Regions from separate parts of the Mus musculus genome. Here regions 1, 2 and 3 are each linked to region 4. The links are chromatin contacts, called in public promoter capture Hi-C maps. All regions are on one chromosome and are shown on one strand. The core of a region is the stretch at or near the end of the contact, and the rest is flanking DNA. Distances in the headings are between cores, read along the strand shown. Region 1 holds the start of Aldh1b1 (aldehyde dehydrogenase 1 family, member B1). Region 2 holds the start of Igfbpl1 (insulin-like growth factor binding protein-like 1). Region 3 holds the start of Sit1 (suppression inducing transmembrane adaptor 1). Region 4 holds the start of Pax5 (paired box 5).

What was found. Promoter capture Hi-C pulls out the DNA fragments that hold promoters and counts their contacts.
Region 1: a contact with region 4 is called in a promoter capture Hi-C map of pre-B cells, with 3 times the contacts expected there. The contact joins the promoter of Aldh1b1 here to the promoter of Pax5 in region 4. A contact is called at or near these places in 6 of 39 promoter capture datasets (the C10 cell line, embryonic stem cells, hematopoietic stem and progenitor cells and 3 more) and 2 of 115 datasets of contacts at active chromatin or transcription factors (embryonic stem cells and large pre-B cells).
Region 2: a promoter capture Hi-C map of hematopoietic stem and progenitor cells shows a contact between it and region 4, with 6 times the contacts expected there. The contact joins the promoter of Igfbpl1 here to the promoter of Pax5 in region 4. A contact is called at or near these places in 4 of 39 promoter capture datasets (the 3T3-L1 cell line, hematopoietic stem and progenitor cells, hippocampal neurons and 1 more).
Region 3: a contact with region 4 is called in a promoter capture Hi-C map of pre-B cells, with 2.9 times the contacts expected there. The contact joins the promoter of Sit1 here to the promoter of Pax5 in region 4. A contact is called at or near these places in 1 of 39 promoter capture datasets (pre-B cells) and 1 of 484 Hi-C or Micro-C datasets (embryonic stem cells).

Annotation. Positions count from the first base shown.
Region 1 is chr4:45,797,480-45,800,390 of GRCm38.p6, reverse strand. It overlaps Aldh1b1 (aldehyde dehydrogenase 1 family, member B1), which reads right to left and starts at 1,369. Exons shown (of 2, transcript NM_028270.4): 1 at 1,222-1,369.
Region 2 is chr4:45,825,170-45,828,198 of GRCm38.p6, reverse strand. Igfbpl1 (insulin-like growth factor binding protein-like 1) reads left to right here and starts at 1,372. Exons shown (of 5, transcript NM_018741.2): 1 at 1,372-1,841. The coding sequence starts at 1,406. It also overlaps a transcript of Stra6l not described here.
Region 3 is chr4:43,482,429-43,485,720 of GRCm38.p6, reverse strand. It overlaps Sit1 (suppression inducing transmembrane adaptor 1), which reads left to right and starts at 2,012. Exons shown (of 5, transcript NM_019436.3): 1 at 2,012-2,183; 2 at 2,305-2,443; 3 at 2,533-2,591; 4 at 2,718-2,782; 5 at 2,873-3,292. The coding sequence starts at 2,138. The coding sequence ends at 3,106.
Region 4 is chr4:44,709,329-44,712,392 of GRCm38.p6, reverse strand. It overlaps Pax5 (paired box 5), which reads left to right and starts at 1,699. Exons shown (of 10, transcript NM_008782.3): 1 at 1,699-2,030. The coding sequence starts at 1,985. RefSeq lists a promoter at 1-1,467.

The DNA of each region.
Region 1 (2,911 bases), core at 120-2,619, 1.1 Mb before region 4:
GTCTCACTCGGAGGCTTGCTCCACCCAGCAGTAAAATGTAATTGCACCAGCCCAGATCCTTGACCTCCACCCCCACCCCCACCCCCACTCCCATCCCAGGCCCTTTCAACCCTCTGTCCCAAGTGCAGAGAAAGAAAAAAAAAACCTAATCCACGAAAGCAAGGATCCCACCAGGTCCTTAGCCATACAGAAATCAATGCTGACCAGAAAAAAGCCCTCCCAGGGGAACCTGAGCCAGCAGGCCCATCAAGGACATCTGCTTTGTCCTTGTAACCAAAAGACCAGGATCTCTCTCTCTCTCTCTCTCTCTCTCTCTCTCTCTCTCTCTGTGTGTGTGTGTGTGTGTGTGTGTGTGTGTGTGTGTGTGTGTGAAATTGCTCTTAGGTCACACCAAGGCTCTGCTGCTCAGAATCTTCACAGGGTCCAAGTGGTTGCTTTCATTTTGCACATAGAAAAGTCTCTGGTCCGGCTGGAGAGCTGGCTAAGCAGTTAAGAGCACTGACTGCTCTTCCAGAGGTTCGAAGTTCAATTCCCAGCAACCACATGGTGGCTCAAAACCACCTGTAATGAGATCTGACGCCCTCTTCTGGTGTGTCTGAAGTCAGCTACAGTGAACTCACATAAATGAAATGAATAAATCTTGAAAGAAAGAAAGGAAGGAAGAAAGGAAGAAAAGAAGGAAGGGAGAGAGGGAGAGAGAGAGAGGAAAAGAAAAGAAAGAAAAGAAAAGAAAAGAAAAGAAAAGACAAAGCTCTGGTCACAGGTTATCCAGCTTTACAGTTTGCGGTTCATCTTCTCACTGTAAATTCAGCAGCCTCCCTCCCTGTCCCCGTCAGGTTGAGTAGAACAGATTTTGATGGCTACTCTAGAGGGAACCACAGATGTTCAGGGACACTACTCTCTCATCTTTGGATTTGGATTCCCAAAGGCCTAGCTTTGTGGTTCCTCCCAATATCAGATACTCATGTCCACCGAGTGAAAGGCCTGAAGTCAGAACCCCGGAACACACACTTAGACCTAGCCTGTCCACTATGGCCAGTGGCTCTAGCCCCAGATGGGAACCAAGATGAGAAGGTTTGGGTGGTTCTGTGTTCTCCCAGCCCATCCAGTGTCTCCCCGATAGGAAGCGGCGTGGAAAGAACCCAGCAGTGCACCCGGAAGAGACCTGCCATTCGGGGACCGTAGCGTGCCCCAGTGCGGAGGGAGGGCGGCGGTAGCTACCTGCGGTGGTCTGGGGCTCAGGCTCCGAATCGCGCTCAGGCTCAAATTCTAGTATCAGCGTTCTCCGGTCAGTTCAGCAGCCGTGCGGACCCGCCTCGCTCAGCCGCTAGCCAGCCAATGTGGTTCCGTCACCAGCTAAGCTCCGCCTGCTCCCGGCACCGCCCACCACTGAGGGATCTCGGCTCAACACCCTGATTTCCCCTAGCCTAATCTTAGGTCCAGCATCAGGCACCTTCCAGAGGATTCTGATTTGGCTTCTTTGGAGCAGGCATCTCAAGTCTGAGAGCCTAAGGACACTCCTTTGACAATCAAAAGAGGGACCCAGAGAGAGGTGGGGTTTTCCTAGGATCACATGCCCGGCTCTATCCTGGGACCCCTCCTTAAATATCAACCATTGACAGACCTTGTTGATAGAGTGCCGCGGATCAGCATTCCTGAGCCTGTTTTACTAAGACAGTACTGAAAATTCTTGTTCCAAAATCGTGAGCAGATCGGATACATTCCAAACAAAATGGGCTATGTTGTTTATAAAGTCTACATTGACCATTGGTCTCTGCTTTTGAGCTGAGGGTGGACAGTTGGGCCAAGACCCTGGGGTTGGGGTTGTAGGAACTGAAGATTTTTAAAATAACATGCATTTTAAAAAAACAGCCTAAAATGCAGTCAGAAAGACAGTGGAAGTGAGTTACACGGGGATTAGGCTGGCTGCCATATTGTGTGAAGAATCCTGGCGGTGTTAAGTAGCTAGTTACAGATTAGTGGATTTGAAGGACACCACTCTCATAACCAATGGCTTATAGGATTGAATCTGAAATCGCAGGACTTTATTACTGGTCAAAGGAGTGTGATCTTGTCATAGCTCTTATCCTGGGTAGAGATATAACATGCTGTACTGTCTTGGGTGGAGGTGTCATTAATAGATAACTATCTAAACAACCCTCAGCAAGATTATTGCCTCCCTTCAAGCTTTCTGGTAAAAAAAAACAAGACATACCATTCTTCCTTACTTTAAGAGTGAATCCAAATAGACCTGTCCATCACCCAGACAGAAAACATTCCTTAGAAACAGCTACCTGCTCTAGAAAAAGCCCACTCACAAATGGTCAGCACAGTGGCAGTGGTCTCTGACCTCTGTCTGCTCTCACGTGGTCCCTTTGGCTATTGTGCAATCCCCTACTGCTGGGTGATAAATTCTACCTACCCTCCACCTACACTCTGAGCGTCTCTTCTAGACCTTTCCATGGAAGTCACAGAACTAGGGAGTCACTAAGAAAGGCTGGCACAAGATCCAGGTGACTGAAAAATCTGGAGTATTCTCCCTTTAGAACTCAAGGAACAAAATATGTACACCAAGTCTCTGAAAGTCCAGATCAGGCAGGGTCTGTGGAGTGCCAGAGGGCAAAGCCAGACCAGTGTGTGGGAGGTTATGGGGCACCCCAAGAAAAACATCCTGGCAGAGCATAGTAGGAACTGGGCATGTAGCTCGCCCAGTACTTGTGAAGTTTGAATACAATCCCCGGTGAGGAGACAAAACCCAGAAATGCCCCCCCCACTCCCCGCCCAGGGAGCTCCACTCAGTTAGAGCTGAACCCTTAACGATGCAGCAGAGGAGGAGTTTAAGGCGGTAAGTGTTACTATTTGCTCTTTATCTAAGTGAGTGAGACACGCCACACGCACAGGAAAAGGACCA
Region 2 (3,029 bases), core at 123-2,622, 1.1 Mb before region 4:
AACTTGCTATGTTCATCTGAGCTGCTCTTAACTCCAATTGCCCAGCCTCATGGCCATGTTTTCATGACTCACTTGCCTACCACATGCCATCTCTCTTTTCTGCACCTTCTCCCCTCTCCTCCTTGTGGTTTCTCCTCAGACCCCAAGCCTGGGGAAACCAATCACTCACTGCCCATCTTTCTTCTGCCCAGTTATAGACAATAGGCATCTTTATTCGCCAATCAGGGATAACTTGGTGGGTAAGGTTACATAGCATCACTTGTATACATGCAACCAGGCCCTGGGGTGTGTGTGTGTAGTAGTAGTAGTATTTAGCATTACAATACATAGCAAAAGACCAAACCTCAATATGGGTGTCCTGAGATTTGTGCTCTGGGACCCTGTCCCAACATTCTTAGTAGCCAAAGGTCAGAACACAAGTGGTTAATTTCCATTTGTGTATCTAAATAATATGCAGAGTGTAACAATCAAGACTGGTCCACACAAAGTCCAAAATACATCACTGTATCTAGCCACCTCAAGGCCCTGTCAACTATAAGATGCATGGATTTATGCAGCATTAAGAAATATCCATGAGGCGCTGGAGTCTTGGTGCAGTGCTTAAGAGCACCGGATTCCTCTTCCAGGGGACCTGGGTTCAATTCTTAGCACCCATAAAGCAGTTCACAAGGGAATCTGACACCTTCTTACCAGTGCACTTAAATTAAATGAAAAAAAATTTTGAAAGAGAGAAAGAAAGACCCGTGAGAGCACATAGCCTTTTCACCTGTGCACCCATTGCTTGAAAGAGAGTCGGGTTCCAGAGATGATAAAAGGTGGGAAACTGGAAATTCTGTAAGTAGAAAAGACCAAGTGCAAAATCATACGTGCACTCGGGCAGTGGATGTTTTATATGAGGGGACTGGGCTATGTGCTCACACATGCTTGTACAGGCAGAGAAGATGCCTGAAAACACACCCAAGAACCCAATAGCCAGAGCAGCCACTGGAAATGGGACTGGGGAACTGAGTATTCGATCTGGGAAAGAAATCCATCTATCCATTTATAAAATCTGGCATCTTAAACTAGAGATTCCCTTTCCTAAACAAAACAAGAAAGAGAGCAAAGTAAAATAAGGCGTCCTGGTGGGAAGACTGAGAGTCATTACATTTTAAGGCCGAGACAAGTTGCCGTTTGGACCACGCTGAGTCTCCCCCAGCGCTCAATCGGAGGTGGCAGAGCTGTTCTGGAGACTTCTCTGCAGTTCAGTGAGCCAGTAGGGCCGCGCAGCGCTGGTCCCGGGCCGAGGGGCGCCCCGCGGTGCGGGCCGGGCCAATCAGCGGGCGCGGGGCGGGCGCGGTGGCTTTGCACGCACCGAGCGCTAAGAGGAGCAGAGGCGCTGCTGCCGTCCGTCTGGGAGCCGGCCATGCCGCGTCTGCCGCTGCTGCTCCTGCTCCTGCCATCACTGGCCCGGGGTCTCGGGCTCCGCGACGCGGGTAGACGACACCCCGAGTGCAGCCCGTGCCAGCAGGATCGCTGCCCTGCGCCCTCGCCTTGCCCAGCGCCCTGGATCTCCGCGCGCGACGAGTGCGGCTGCTGCGCGCGCTGCCTGGGCGCCGAGGGCGCGAGTTGCGGGGGACCCGTGGGCTCACGCTGTGGCCCTGGCCTGGTGTGTGCGAGTCGCGCCTCGGGGACGGCGCCCGAGGGCACCGGGCTTTGCGTGTGCGCGCAACGCGGCGCCGTCTGCGGCTCTGACGGCCGCTCCTACTCCAGCATCTGCGCGCTACGTCTGCGCGCCCGACATGCACCCCGCGCGCACCATGGCCACCTGCACAAGGCTCGCGATGGGCCCTGCGAGTTCGGTGAGTGGGGTTTGACCTAGAAAGACCCAGGCAAATGGGAAGAGCGGGACCCCAATGCTCTTGGGTGTGGGACAGAGAATTTCATTGTACAAAAGTGGACAACACAGCCTGGGCCTCAGTTTCCCCTTCAGGAGCAGTGTTTCGCGTCTTTCTACAGCCTGCTTGCTACCTTACCCACTGCGTGCAGACTTCAGCCCTAGAACAAACAGGAATGTGAATGCTTAAGAACCTGTTATTATAGTTACTTGAAAATGGGTCCAGGTGGATAGGTTGAATGGAGGAAGGAAGGTGAGGATTCCCAGAGTGCAGGGGTCCCACACAGGATTCAAGAAGCACCAAGACAGAGCATCAGAATCCTGGCTATCCAGTGAGTCTCAGACCAAGGGCTTCGAGGAGCTTCCAGCCACAAAGGGCAAGACCTTTGGAAACGTGAGCTCTGAAAAGATTGTGGGACCAGAGATGCTGATCCAGTCTAAAGGGCACGTAATCTGAAGGGTCCTGCTTTAAGGAAATCAATAGAAAACTACCAACTGCTAGGGATGTCAAAGGTTAACTGGTTTTTAACACCACATTGTAAGTGCCCCTAGTGCCCTAACTGATCACTGTCCTGTGTCAAAAAAGAAAGAAAGAAAGAAAGAAAGAAAGAAAGAAAGAAAGAAAGAAAGAAAGAAAGAAAGAAAGAAAGAAAGAAAACCCAAAACAGCAGTGTCTATGGATGTCCAGAGAAGCTAGCCTACTTTGCCTGTGTGTGGGGTTTGACTTGGTCAGGAGCTCTGAGAGAACAGTGTTTGTTTCATCTGGATAGGGTAGTGGGGAACTCGGCGTGGTAAGTGTTCCATGTTTCGGGCTTCTGGAGATTTCTGGCCTGAGCTGGGAGAGGATGTCTAAGCCAGATGCCCAAGGTAACACTTCAAGAAAGATACCTGGGGGCTCCTCTTCCAGCTTGCCTCCTCTCCCTCCAAACATCTCATGGACGCGTGCTCACGTCCAGGATTCTGGTGGACCGCTGGCCATGGGGCAGGAAGTCTACTAGACACAGTGAGGGGCTGAAGCAGGCTGGGTGACACGGAAAAGTCACTATGGCTCTTTCCCAGTCCAGGCTCCAGTGGGGGACAGTGCTGGCTGGGGGTACTACTGGGTAGCTCCTGGCTTCTCCAGTGACACTGAGCCAGGTCTATTTCCCTGCCC
Region 3 (3,292 bases), core at 763-3,262, 1.2 Mb after region 4:
ACTCACTTTGTAGACCAGGCTGGCCTCGAACTCAGAAATCCACCTGCCTCTGCCTCCCAAGGGCTGGGATTAAAGGCATGCGCCACCACTGCCCAGCTAGTAGCCAGCACTCTTAACAGGGCTGAGCCATTGGAATTTTTTGCCTTCATGTGTGCTTGCCTGACATGTGACTTCCTGGTGCCCTTGGCAGTCAGAAGAGAAGGTTGGATCCCCTGGAACTGGAGTCACAGATGGTTCTTGGCCTCCAGATGATTGCTAGGAATCAAACCTGGGTCCTCTGCAAGGGCAGCAAGTACTCTTAACCTCTGAGACATCCTGCCAATTTTGTTTGGCTTACATTTCAAGCCAGGGGCTGGTGCTGGGGATGAACCCAAGGCCTCGAACAAACTCAGGACAAGTTGTACCAATGAGCTGGTATGCACTTAGTTCAACATTATTTATTTAATGGATGTACATATGTTCCTATATAAACAGGGTTTTATTCTGTAGCCTTGCCTGGCCTGGAACTTTCTAACATAGACCAGGCTGGCTCTGAACTCACAGAGAGTTGCCTGCCTCTGCCTTTTAATGCTAGGTTTAAAGGCATGAGCCATCATGGCCAGCTCAACTTGGTTATTTTAAATCTACTGGTTAACAAGTAAAAATATTTAGTTACTTAATTATTTAATATCTGTGGTGTTGAAGACACTGTGCCAAAAACAGAACAAAACAAAACCCTAACAATTTCAAACTCAAAAAAAACTGATTCTAGGGCTGGAGAGATAGCTCAGAGGTTAAGAGCACTGGCTGCTCTTCCAGAGGTCATGAGTTCAATTCCCAGCAACCACATGGTGGCTCACAACCATCGCAATGATGAAATCTGATGCCCCCTTCTGGTGTGCAGGAGGTACATGCAGATATACAATAAAAAAATAAAACTTTTAAAAAATGATTCTAGATGTAGAGGGATCTGCTCGTGCCAAGGGCCCCTTGCATAACTAGCTGCTCTCGTGTGTGTGTGTGTGTGTGTGTGTGTGTGTGTGTGTGTGTGTGCGCGCGCAGCCTGGAAATTGACTTCTTGTGTCATCTCCATTACTCTCTCTTTGACTCTTTCAGACAGGTTCTCTCACCTAACAGGGAGCTAGACTGGCTGGCCAGTGAGCTGTAGTGATCCACCTGTGTCCCCTCGCCACAGAAGGTTACAGAAGTGTGCTACTGAGCCTGGCTTTGATGTGGGTGTTAGAGATTCAAACTCAGGTCTTTGCAATTTCTAGGCAAGTCCTTTACCGACTGAGCTATCCAGCCCCACCCCTACCTCTGAGACAGAGTTTCACTGCATAGCCTTGGAACTCTCACCTAGTCTCTCTAGCAAGTGACTAACTGCAAAAACAGGCCCAGTTTGCCTGAGTTAGCCTGGGTCAGAGATTCTTTTAATGCAATTAATGTAGTGACAGGGTCTCACAGACAGTGTAGATGAGGTAGGTTGTGAGGAAAGACATTAGCCTCCTCTATCTTCCTATCCCCAATTATAATACTTGTATCAAAAACAATAGTTACACAGGTATTTCTCAACTGGGCATGGTGGTTTTCCATGGCTGTAATTCCAGAACTTGGTGGGTGGAGGAAGGGAGGTCAGGAGTTCAAGTTCATAATGAGTTTGAAGCCAGCCTGGGCTACAGAAAGAAATGCAACTATTTCCACCGGTAGTGGAGCTGTGAATTCTAAAGCTACAATCATTGAGCATAAACCTCCTTCATGGCAATGTGAGCCAGAGAGAAAAGGTGAAATTCCGTGGCTAAGGGCTCCTGTCCTTTCATTCCTGTCTCGTGCCACCTGTGCTCTTCAGAGTCTCCGTGGACTCAGCTGCATGCGGTCTACTCCCTGCTCAAGGGGACTCAGAGACACGGGGATTTCAGAGAGCTGATGATTTCAGAGAGTTCTGGGTGATGCAGGTGCAGGCACAGGGCGGGGTCTTTGTTCTTTTGCTCATCCCTCCTCTCTGCCTTCCTCTCCGGAAACCAGCAACTTTGACACTGTCAGTGTTGGCGATGCTGAGCTGTGGAGGCCAGGTTTAAGGAGACATTCGGGTTGTGGGGGCTGTGACAAGCTGTCAGGCCATAAGTAGGACTGACCCCTGACTCTCACACCAGCAGCAGTCATGAGCAGAGATTACAACTGTACCACTGACGATCAACTCGCATGGGGTAAGCTGGGCGGGGCAGGGACTCCTGGGGGAGGGGTTATGTGGTTCCATGTTCTATCTGATCCCGGCTGGGGAAGGGGCTTGTGGAGGGTAGTAACAGCCCCATCCACTTGCATCCACAGGGATCCCCTCCATAAGCCACGCGTGGGGACTGTGGGCCCTCTTAGGAGTTGTGACGGTGCTGCTTCTCATCTCATTGGCTGCACTCTTGTCCCAGTGGACCCGTGGTCGGAGAAGGAACCAGGAGGGACAGGGACCACTGTGAGTGAAGGATAACTGGGGTGGGTTAACTGAGTACCTCTCTCTTAACTAAAAAAAGTCCCCATTCACTCTCAAACTCTCTGCTGCAGCTCCGGAAGGTCCGCGGAAGAAGTTCCCCTGTATGGCAACCTGCACTATTTACAGACAGGTAGGTGATGCGGTCAGGGAGGATGAGGGCACAAGGGCCGACTCCTAGTACACGGGATGGAGATGGAGATAATGGAGACACCAGGGGCAATCAGGAGCTCATCAGATTGCTGTGCCTTTGTCCCAGGTCGGCTGTCTCAAGAACCAAGGTCAGAAGAGCAGGACCCACCATCCTCTGGAGGCCTTGCCAGGGTGAGTCAGCTGGCCGAAGAAAGGGGGAGGAAAGGAAATGGGGCCCATTCCCGAGGGTGCAGAGACCAACTAACAGCTTCGCATCTCCAGGGGGCGGAGGAGGCCATGTGCTACACTAGCCTGCAGCTGCGACCAGCTCAAGGTCGGATCCCCAGCTCTGGAAACCCCATCAAGTACTGTGAGGTGGTGCTGGACTCTGAGCCAAAGCCCCAGGCCCCAGGCCCTGAGCCGGAACTTTATGCCTCCGTGTGTGCCCAGACCCGCAGAGGCCGGGCTTCCTTCCCAGATCAAGCCTATGCCAACAGCCAGCCTGCACCCAGCTGAGGAGGACCTGGAACTGTGGGCACCCATGGCTCAGCTACTGGGTCAGGGACTCCTGCTGTCCTGGCTAGGGCATGTTTGGTTTCTAACCACCTCCAGGGCATTGAGACTTTGCTGAGTGGCAGGAGCATCCTAAGTTGCATGACAGCGTCCATACATCTCAGAGTCGGAAGCCTCCTGGTTTCCTGA
Region 4 (3,064 bases), core at 450-2,949:
AACAAAACAAAACCCTAAATAGGAAGAAAAGAAAAGCCAACAACTCCAGCCCCAGCCCAGGGTGAACTGTCAATTCCGAAAGAGCTTTTGATCTCCAGGCGCAGGCAGGCCTCCCCTCCGCAGCGCTGCTTCCCGGCACCCGCGAGGCGGAAGGGCGGGAAGCGGGAGCAGAGGCCCGGACGCAGACGACAGTCTAAAGCTCCAGGACCGCCAAAAATCAAACCGCAGATGAGACCCGGACCCACAGGCTGCAGGGAGGGGTGGCACAGGGGACTACGCAGACTACTTGGTGGGGGTGGGGGACTCCCGGGAATCCACAGCCACGTTTCCAATTGTGGCGAAATCTGCTCAGTGAATTTGCGATGTCCGGTGCCCACTGACCCCTCCCCCTATCCTCGAACTCTAGGCTCTCTCCCCTAGGTTGCAGCCCAGCCTCGTGACCACCCCCCTCCAAAAAAAAAAAAATCAAACAAACACTCTCGGAGAGCGATTCACTTTCCGAAACTGCCATTGTCCAGTGGCCCTAGAGCGCTCACCCGCCCTGGAGAACCTTCCCCTGCGACCACCCCCGCAACGGGGCTCTATAGGCTTCTCGCGGCCAAACCCAGCCGCTTGGAATTCAGACTGGGGAGGGAGCAGAGTAGAGGAGGCTTGAGCTCGGACGGCAGGGAGCGAGGTTGGACACCACACCTTTACCTAGTTCCTCTGCAACCGATTTTCTCTCTGGAAAATCAAGTCTGGGAACTCGGGGATGCTACAAGGTCTCTTGGCCCGAGGGCAGTGGGATTCCATTTAGGGGCCTGGGTAAGGTGTCCAGAATTTTTGCCTGTTCTCCGAGCCTGCTAGGATGGTTCTGCTTGGCCCGGGTGCTCCAAAAGCAGAGGACCGGGTTTTATCAGCAGCTTTCCGCTGAACCTCTGGGCTCTGGGGTAAAAAGGGTCGAGTTCTAAAGGGGAGATCTGGGACCTGGTGGCTGAATGGGACCTAGATACTGTAGTGATCTGAAGCTGCCCTGGAAGATGAGCCCAGCAGACCTATGGAGGTTGCAATTGAGTTGGGGGTGGGGTAGTTGGGAACCCCGAGGGCGGGCGCCGCCCTAGGGGTGAATCTGAGGATGCTGGAGCATCCCCTGTGGTTGACAATTGTGCTAGTACAGGGTTCAAAACCACTTGCTTGGCAGAATTGTTCTTTCTTTAAAATAAAAAAATGGGCCTACTGGCCCTCACAAAGCAGAGTTTACATGTAGAGCAAAAGCGCACAGGGCCGCGACCCCCAGACACAGGTTTGGAAGCGGGTACGACCCTGTGACTCAGGTTCTCCTTCCCCTAGGCGCGCGACTAACGCCGGGCCGGGCGCAGTCTGAATCTTTCCTTCCCTGCCCCCAACCCCCTATAAAAGTCCAAGGCGGCACCGAGGCGGCATTGCTGCTCTCTGGGCCTCTTGCACACCTTCGGCCAGGCCTGGTCCGCCCCGTCTGGCACGCTGGGCAGGCCGCAGAGCTGACACCCTTTCCCTGGTTCTTGGCCCGCAGTGCGGGGCGGTGCGCCGGGGGCGCGACGTGTCTGGGGACATCTTGTGATGTTGGCGAGAACAGGACATGATCTCACATGGCGAGAAGCTCTTTAGTTCCTTAATCATTTCACGGTGCCTTCGGACGCTTTTTTTCCACCTAAAACGTTTAGTTTCAGCTCAGTGATCAGCTACCCCAGCTCGGCGGGGGAGCGGAAGGCTTCAATTATTCCGACTTGTGAGCGGGCCCCAGCACCAAAAAAAAGAAAGAAAGAAAGAAAGAAAGAAAGAAAGAAAGAAAGAAAGAAAGAAAGAAAGAAAGAAAGAGGAAAGGAAGAAAGAAAAAGAGGGAGAAAAGAAAATAAAACAAAGAAAGAAAAAAGAAAAGAAAAAAGAAAGAAAAGGAAAAAAGACACCCCAAAAAAAGTGGAAACTTTTCCTCGCTGTCCATTTCATCAAGTCCTGAAATATCGAAATGGATTTAGAGAAAAATTACCCGACTCCTCGGACCATCAGGACAGGTAGGAACACCGCGAAACGGGATTCATCCATGCTTACTCTGGGACACTACCCAGTGCTAGTATCCATGCTAATATCCATGCAAGAAGAAAGGTGTGTGTGTTTGTGTGTGTGTGTGTGTGTGTGTGTGTGTGTGTGTGTAGTTTTCTCAGGAAAAGGCCTGTCCTTCTACAGTGCGTTCACATGGTTTTCACTAGTCCGTCAAGGTGTCTTCAAGGAGGCCTGTTTTCTTTGGTTTTGTTTGATTCTGTTTCTGATACTTGTGTTGGTGTTAATCTGGAGATGTTCAAGTTTGGATCTGTGTGCTCACTTGAGGAGATCAATGTGTGCAGGAGTTTGTGTTACCCCAAATAGGTGTTCAGTTTGAGTTTGTACGCCTGTTGGCATCTTTACTAGCTTGTATCTTGCCTTGAGCATATTAGCATGTGTTTATGAGTTAGTGTTTGTGTGCGTTCTTTTTAAGACTCCAAGATGTGTGTTTGTGTAAATTCTGTGTATATAGTTTGATAAGCATCTCACTCACTGGACATCTACTGCTTAAGAGGTCTGGTCATCTCTATATCCCAAGTGATTTTGGAAGTAAGAAAGAGGTGGTTCTCTGACCCCTCCATTTTTGGATGTCAACAGCTGCCCAATGTGTACATACCAATACATACAAAAGTGCTTGTCTCTAGCACTGGTATAGCTCTGGGGCCTACTAGGGGTATAGTATACAACACATGTGCTGCCAGGCCTAAGTCTTATAATATTGAGAGATAGAATCAAAAGTGATGTGAATTCAGGGCAATTAAGCTCTCACTGTGCAGTGTGCACTGTCTCATTAGTGTAGTGTTGCATTTAGCATTTGTGTACAAGGGTCTCCTACAGCAAGCACAACTTTGGTAGGTAAGAACAGTCTGTGGACTACTGATGACATTTTGACAGTGTACACACACACACACACACACACACACACACACACTCCAATCCCTTGCCTTTAGGCTGTCACCTAGATTAGCCTCTGACATTGTGTGTGTATATATGTCACACTGTATGC